Linked DNA regions of Gossypium hirsutum: regions 2 and 3 are each linked to region 1. A link is a contact called in public Hi-C data. All regions are on one chromosome and are shown on one strand. The core of a region is the stretch at or near the end of the contact, and the rest is flanking DNA. Distances in the headings are between cores, read along the strand shown. Region 1 holds the start of LOC107949725 (protein-L-isoaspartate O-methyltransferase 1). Region 2 holds the start of LOC107949715 (mediator of RNA polymerase II transcription subunit 4). Region 3 has its middle 7.5 kb from the start of LOC107949717.

Region 1 (2,786 bases), core at 162-2,661:
ACTGAAGTTCCTTAAGAATATTTTAAACATCTTAGAACACTTTGGTATTGACTCAAAAACATTTGGATAAATTAAAGCACATTTAAAACATGTTTTAAAGTAATTGCAAGTCTTTGAAAATGTTTGATGAAATTTTCAACCATATTTTCACCAAATGACTTAGAAAAATATAATATATAAAATTTATCTTAAATTCTATTATATTAAAAGCTTGGGAAATCAAAGTTAATAGACAAAAATTATGCATATTTGTAGAATATTCAAAAAGAAAATGGGGTGAGCTATTTTATAATCCAAAGGACCAAATGGACACAGTGTCGATTTGTAAGACATTCCTTCGGGAAGTTACATAAACAAGTTCAAGTCTCGAAACCCATTGGAAATACAATAATCCAAGAGGTTTTAGTCTTGATCTTCAACATCATAAAAAACTCTGGCTTAGTGGGATAGTTTCCTTAAAATAGAAGTTCTTCATGATGGTCTAGTTTATCAAATAGATGACCTAGTAGTAAACTATGATGATACTATGCAATAATGTTGATTTCAAGTCCTTAACCACTAGCTCATCATGCAGCTTCCTAATCTTGCCCTTCAAGTTTTGAATTTCCATTTCTAGTTCCAGAACCCAAGCCGTATTATTTTAAGGTGGATTATTTTTACTAACAAGTAATAAGAGAGTCAGTTCATGGATTCCTTAAAACTAAAATTGATTTAGTCCTATGCATTTTAATTGGTTAGCCAATTTTTTCACACTACAATCTTCATGGCCTCGCTAAGCTAATTGGTAGCAATGTTGATAGTTATTTAAGCTCGACCTAATTTGAAATATGAGTTTAAAATTTTATTCAAATTAGTTCATAATCATAAACAGTTAAGTTGAATTTATCTAGATTCCCTCATATTTTTTTTAAATCTATTTTTTTAAATATTTAGTAATTATATATAAGCATACTGTCATTATATTTTTTTATTTTATTAAAAATTTTATATTTACATTATAACCCAATATATTTAACTTCTATATATAAATAACATAATACATAAAAGAAAAGAAAAATAACATATTATAAACTTAAAAATCGAACAGGTTAAGCCGAATTCGAGCTTTGAACATTAAACTCAAAATTTAATCTATATTTTAAACGAGCCTAATTTTTTTAAAACTTATTTTTCGAGCTTGATAGTAACTTTTTAAATTTTAACTGAACTTTCCAACTTAAAAAGTTAATCCGAATCTTGAACAATTCTTACCAAATAAGCCCACAAAGTTGTATCATTGGTGAGAAAGGGCATGGAATTAAACCAAGAACAATTTCATAAACAACTAAAGGCCCGGAAGTTTGCTATCATCATTGATCCATGAAAGAATTATCAATTACAAAAGTAAGCCCAAGAGAGTATCGTCAGTGTTGGGCCAACCAGATGAGTCAGTTCCGAGTGAGAAAAGCTAGCAAGCCATACTATACTAATGGAAACTGACACTAGTTCCTTCCTTCTTCATCCACGCTCTGCATCTTCATTTTATTCGATTCTTCCTTTATTAATCAATCTTTTAGCTCCCTAACTTCATTTTCTTCTTAGGATAACCCCTTGTTCTTCAGGATGGAGGTGCCTTACTCTTTCCATTTTCTTCCCTCTATCTCGCTTCACTTTTATGCTTAATAACAGTTTTGGTTTCTGGGTTTTGTTTTCCTTCTGATTACGGGGAAATGGTGTTTTTTTCCTCTCTTTTTTTGTTTATTACTTAGGTTTTGAGTTTGGGTTTTCAAGAAATGATAAAATTGTCTTGGTTGATCATCAAAAATAGAAAAGGAATAATTTAGGGACGGTTTCTGAGAATTTCTAGGGTGATCATCAATGATAGCTTGAAGAACTAGCTTTTATTATATCTATAGAATTGTTTGAATTGTTGGATATTCTTTTGACTTTTACTAACATAATAGCTTCAATTAGTGTAATTTTGTAAGATTCATAATCTAGGAATTGAAACAAAACATGATGCAATTTGATTGTTGTTTTTGTGAACTTCCCAGAAGGTGGGAATTTTATGTTGTGGATATAATTATTGGTGCAAAAGACATCATTTGAGGTAGTTCCTGGTACAGGGTCCGGTATGTCAAGTAGCCTGGGGATGCTATGTTCTATTGGTCATTTCCATTGGGGCCCATTGTGCCATGTCTAGTGATAATTTAGCATGTCCATCGACTTCGGACCTGAGAACTCAGCCCGTGGCTGCCCTTGATAAGGAAGGCATTGGACCTGCGATGATGTCTATACCAATGATTGCTTGTTCAACTTCTCTGTCTGAGGTTCCTCTGTTTTTTTGTGGCTTGCCTTGAAAATAAAATTAGTTATGGCCATAGGCATTGTCAGTGGTTGATTCGTGTAGCATTCAGTGGTTTTATTTCAGTATTTCTGTTTCCTTTTGTTGTTTTTCGGTTCAATGGTGACTTTGTGCTAAACATTTTTGGTAATGATTTGTTAGCACCACTCGGGTGGAAGTGGGACCAACAAGAACAAACAAATGGTGGAGCAGTTGCAGCGATATGGAGTGATTTCATCAAAGAAGGTTGTTGAAGTAATGGAGACTATTGATAGAGCATTATTTGTACCTGATGGGACCCCAGCTTATGTCGATAGTCCAATGGCAATAGGTTACAACGCCACCATTTCTGCACCTCATATGCATGCTACCTGCCTTCAGTTATTGGAGGAAAATTTGCAGCCCGGCATGCATGCTTTAGACGTTGGTTCAGGTCTCTTTTTACTCCATTATGTAGTATCTG
Region 2 (2,786 bases), core at 178-2,677, 180 kb before region 1:
GCATTCATAGTCTCTTCCTTCCACTTTTGAAGGATAAACTACATATGCAGGTATCAAAGATGTATCATCTTGTAATGGTCCACCTAACTGGGTCGCCCCTATGCTCAGAATGTTACCTTCACTATTTCTGAAAGCTGTAATGACTTCCCTTCCATGAGGACCATTATGAGGTCCCTCAATTATCTTTAAATATGATAATCCAACCACATTAGAACCTTTGGGAAGTATCTTTGCTTGAGGATAACAAAATATTTGAAGAGTCATAAGATATTAAACATAATTTTCAATTAAAATATGTCAACAAATATGACAAATTACATTGCAACCGATAGTATTAACATATGATTTTTTATATCATAAGTTAATGTTAGTAAAACTACAAAGGATTTTTAAATTTATAATAATGAATTTAGTGCGCCTTTGGATCAATCGGTATCATTTCAAGTCTAAAATGCTTTACAATTCAAATTTCTATCGGAGTTTGAAGGTTTAGTAAATGTACAGGAACCTAAAAAAACCCAAAGTGCTAATTACTTTTTTTTTTACCTTCTTCCACTTTTCTCTATTACTTATTTTATTTTTAATATAATTTTAATTTTAATGTAAGCCTTATTTGATTGACTATGAAAAAAATTAAATTAACTGTTAGAATTTTTTTATAAAAAAGTGTAGAAAATAATAAGAAGATAAAATCTATTTATCAATATTTTCAATTAATTAATTTTAATAGTATATTATCTTGTAAAAATTTTATGGTTAATATTTAATTTTTGTTTAGAAGAAGTGAAATGTTTAAAAATTAAGGATAAAATGTGAATATATATTTTTTATAATTTAAAAAATATATTTATTAAACAATTTATATTCAATAATTAATTTTAAATAATATATGAAATAATTTTATAAAGTTAAAATTTCAATACTTTTTTTTTTCATTTTATCAAACAATACTTAAGATATTATGTTATAATTTTAATATATATTATTTAATATAATATAAATATTTTTAATAATTTCATTTTTAATATAAATTACAAATTAAAATTATAGTTTAGCATACATATAATTATATTTTATATTTTATTTTTAATTTAAATATAATTTATAATAGTTTTTAATCATTTATTTTATATACATTTTAATTTAATGTCTATAATAATCATTTTCCATTCTCAAATTATCAATATAGTTACATTTAAATTCAAACACATATCTTATCGATAATTTTAATTTCACTGATATAATACTTAAATCTTATTGTTATAATAATTAATCTCATTATATCTCTATTTATTAATCTAAATCGAGTCAATCTTATCACCGGTCCCAACGGATTATTAATTTAAAAATTTTAAAGTAGGAGTGAAGTTTATTAACAAAAAGTAATGGAATATTTCATTTCCTTAATATATAAAATAAAATTGCACGACCGCTGGATATTTATTACAAGATTTGAATTTGTTAAAAATTGTTAACAGCAACGTTAAAGTTGAGACAAGGCTTCTACATTTCCTTCTTCTTTGTAGCAGTGTCCCTAGATTCTCTCCACCGCCCCAACCCTAAACGCCAACCATGGCTCTCACCGTTTCCAGAACCGCCACTCTCCACCGTCTCGGGTAAGATTTTTTCGGGCCTGGCCCGAATTTTTATTAATTTTTTTAATTATACTGACCAGTGACCTCCCCTCCCCTTTTTCCCAAATCAGTTCCTAAAAGAAAATCCCTAAGTGCCGCTGCCCGTCGATAGCAGGCTCCTCTCCGTCTCCCGCTTCCTCTGTAGCCGGCGCCCATCACCGTTGCGTTGTCCCGCTCGTTCTTCCATCAAGACACTGTCTTCGTTCCGGCCAAGCTGCTGCTTCCTCTGTCGCCGGAGTTCACCACTGCCATCGCCTTCTCCGCTCCAGCCTTCAGCCGTCGCCGTCCCGCTGTGCGGCCGGTCAATCTCATCCAATTCCAGGTATCTCCATGGCTTCTATGGACGTTTTTTTTTTCTAAATCCCTAACAGTAACAAAGAAAATACCACCAATTTTTCCTCCGGTCACCACCATCATCGTTCCATAGGCTGTTAGGCACTCTATTTTTGCAGATCACCCTTTAATAGAAAAACTAAAAAAGGCCCATAACCCGGAAAAAACCGCTCGAACACGGTTAATGAGACAATACAATAGAAACCTAGTCCCTGCAATTCAAGAGAAACTATGTTTTTTCCAATCTCTTCTATATTCAATCCTACCTGTCCTCGAAGCTGTCAGTAAATCAAATTTCCTTTTTGGGTTTTTGCTTCTTTAATTTATAGATTAATCGGTGAGTTCTTTTCGTTCTTCAATCACTTAATGCATCGTTTTGTTTTTTTTAATGTTTAATCTTATATTGGATTCATTGTTAAAGATTTTTTCTTTGGTCTATTCTTTGAATGAGAGATACATGGATTTTAAGTTTTGAATTCAGTGTTGAAGTGTCTCAAGAGCTTGAATTCCCAGTTATTTAAAGGTTCTTCAACTTTACTCGAGTTAACTATTTAGCCCTAGAATAGGAGTAATCCATGGATTAGAAAGCTATGAACTTTTTTTTTCCATTGATGTAGGGTGTTGGAGATTCATACTAATTTACACGTGATTTAAGTTTTTAGAAAAATGGGTAATTGTTAAGGGTCAGAATGGGATTGATCCTAGTTCTCAAGACTCAAATTATTTACCCTTAAACCAAACCATGTCAGCTAGATTGATTGTTAGCATTAAAAAGAACCCGAAGGATGCAATGTCGAAGGAAGATAGTCGAGCTATAGG
Region 3 (2,786 bases), core at 178-2,677, 160 kb before region 1:
ATGAAATTGGTAATTGAGTGCTTGAAGGAGTGTCCATTCCTTGATCACTTAAGTTGTTTGTTAGATAGTTTTTATATTTATGATGTTGGTAATTTATTAAACGGTGTTTCTGGAATGTGTTGATTATGTGGATGGTATCTAGTCCATCAATAAAGATTATATCACTTGGGGAAACATATTTGGAAGATTGGATTGAGTTAGATCAACCCCTATCGAATCCCTTAGATCGTGGATATTAGATTAAATTGGAATGTTGTATACTTAGCTGCCAAGAGTCCATGTTTACCTTGTTCATTATTATTATATTGTACTCAGCTTATAATATGGTTGTTTTATAGGGATTGATATAGATATTCTTATGTAAGCAAGTCTCGATGCATTCTATATAATTGAGAGACTTATATAGGTTATTGTATTATGAGATTGAGCACTTAATTGTCCTTGTGAGGAACTTTATTTTATGAGTGTATATTGATAGTAAAACCTTTTGTGTTGTGGTTTTACTTACTGAATTCACAATGGTGAATGTAATGGTAAGAGTATTGTTCTTCAAAGTACAAAGATGAGAAAATTTTCATAGCTGGTGTGTAATCGAATAGGATCTCTTGTTGTAACTGTTGAAGATAGTAAATATTTTTCACTGAGCTAGGCTCTGTAGATGTAAGGAAACTAAACTACGTAAACAACTCTAATGTCTTCTGTTTGTTTACTATTTCACTTCGGTACTTGAAGAAATGCCTACTCCCTTATCACTCCTTCCAAGCATATAGCTTATATCTTAGCAACGATTTTATAACTTCAAAATTTATATTAATTGTACAAAAAATTATGAAAGATGATAAATTTATTTTAATTTTACATTGATACAACTGAATTCATTCATATATTATTAAAAAATCTTAATTAATATTATGTTCTTTTCATGACTAAATCAATTCATATTAACAATACTTTAAATATATGTATATTATTTTTTTCATTTTTGTTTTTTCATTAACTTTATTAATTAGGGTTTAGAGTTAGGATTAGAGTTAGTTTTTGCATTTGTTTTCATTTGTGTATGTTCTTCACATATTAATTTTGTTAATTAGGGTAAAAATATGGGTGTTCATGAATGTATAATATTATGTATGAGACTCTAAAAAAATAATAAAGTGCCCTTATTTTATTAGATTTCTAGAAAATGATTTTTAGAATGAAAATAATGTAAATTAAAAATTTAATTAAAACATGTTGAGGATTAACTTATACATGGAGGAGGTGGCAGAAATGAGAGATTCACCTCCTGTTTAACACAAGGTAGAGAGCCATCTAATTGGGTGGCCAAAGTTGTGGATAAGAGGGGGGGGGGGGTTCTTCCTCCTCATGCTTCGAGCCTTATATACCTTTATTTTCTTGTCTTGAGGTGCCACATGTCAAATCATTATGATCTGATAGTATAGATCCAAGTAGAATGACACTATGGTGTACTATAGACCTCTTCGGATGACACGTGATGGTTAAAGTTTAACGTGGCAGTTAATGTATGGGACCACTTAGTTGTTGAGTTGAAAAGTTTCTACGAGGGGTTTGCCAAACTGTTCATACTGTTCGTGTGCTTCCCCATCGGGCCGGCCAGACAAGGTGTATAAAAACATATAATTTATTCAATATAACAATCTTCCAAATTTCAACTATTAAATATGTAAGCTAACTTTGGTGCGGATTAGATAACCAGAATGGGCATCAGCTTTATAAATATGCTACTATACCAGATGGGATAAATGTTATTTTACTACAATGCTTCTTAACAGGACCTGAGTTGTAAAATCGTCTATTTTACCCGAAAAACATAATCTTAGAGATGGCACGTCCATTCAAAATTTTACGTATAGGACCATATATTGTCAAATGGCCCACACATGCTACATACATTACATATCTTTTGATCACTGCTTTAATCTATTAAAAGATTTCAGAGTCGGACCCGCCAACAACAACTTTGTATTCATCTTAACAAGTACCATTGAGCCAATAATTAGTTATGTTTTACCTAAAAGTTTTAGATTTTAGGTAAAGTTAAACAAAATTATTAATATATACAAATACAAATACGCTACAAATGTAAGAATATTTTAATATTTATAAGCATATTAAAATTTAATTTTATAACTATATAATATAATTATAACTTAATAAAACATATAAATATGATGCAAATATAGAGATTATATTTAAAAATAATTGGATGGTAGGTTTTTGTCCCCTTCCAATAAAGTGGATTAAGTAATGTTGCATTATAGAGACTGGACATGCGGTCCAAGTGAATTAATAGCATCTAATAATGATTAGAGGGTGGTAATTAGCTGTAACTGTATGAAATCATTTCTTTGTTAAGATATAGGGGTAACAGCTAAGCTCAATTAGCTTTGATCACCAAAATGCAAGTTGGATTACAAAATTAAAAAAATAGAATGAAAGTTGCAATTATTATATATTTGCTTAGATGGCGTGTGGATGCATATATATTATCAATAATCTATACTAATTTAAATTATACATGCAATTTTTTCAATTACGCATACTTCACTAGGTCTCACTTGGGAGATTACGTTGTCGAGCATCGTAGGCTAAGGTCATGCGAAGCTTAACCACCTCTTGTCACTTGTCATTTGCATATTTTGTAACTTCTTTACATCAAGCCATATAGCCAACTTAAAAGAGAGACCTACACTAAACAACTCACCAATCAAGAGAGGAAACATGGTCTGCGAATATCTCCCTTAAATACCTTTCTTATCTTCATG

Evidence for each region. A called contact is a pair of places that touch in the nucleus more often than the background predicts.
Region 2: a contact with region 1 is called in a Hi-C map of leaf, with 2.9 times the contacts expected there. The contact joins the promoter of LOC107949715 here to the promoter of LOC107949725 in region 1. A contact is called at or near these places in 11 of 34 Hi-C or Micro-C datasets (hypocotyl, leaf and petal).
Region 3: a Hi-C map of leaf shows a contact between it and region 1, with 2.0 times the contacts expected there. The contact joins the enhancer-like site here to the promoter of LOC107949725 in region 1.

The regions. Positions count from the first base shown.
Region 1 is chrD03:41,040,244-41,043,029 of Gossypium_hirsutum_v2.1, reverse strand. It overlaps LOC107949725 (protein-L-isoaspartate O-methyltransferase 1), which reads left to right and starts at 1,411. Exons shown (of 5, transcript XM_016884469.2): 1 at 1,411-1,608; 2 at 2,106-2,309; 3 at 2,486-2,756. The coding sequence starts at 1,603.
Region 2 is chrD03:41,217,150-41,219,935 of Gossypium_hirsutum_v2.1, reverse strand. It overlaps LOC107949715 (mediator of RNA polymerase II transcription subunit 4), which reads left to right and starts at 1,427. Exons shown (of 8, transcript XM_016884459.2): 1 at 1,427-1,616; 2 at 1,706-1,956.
Region 3 is chrD03:41,198,647-41,201,432 of Gossypium_hirsutum_v2.1, reverse strand. No RefSeq gene overlaps it. Among protein-coding and RNA genes, the nearest start is that of LOC107949717, 7.5 kb to the left of the region's middle. Within about 2 kb of position 1,427, at least 4 of the 9 cell types and tissues checked have an H3K27ac peak or open chromatin away from gene starts, as enhancers often do. A contact at or near this core is called in leaf, where this site is marked.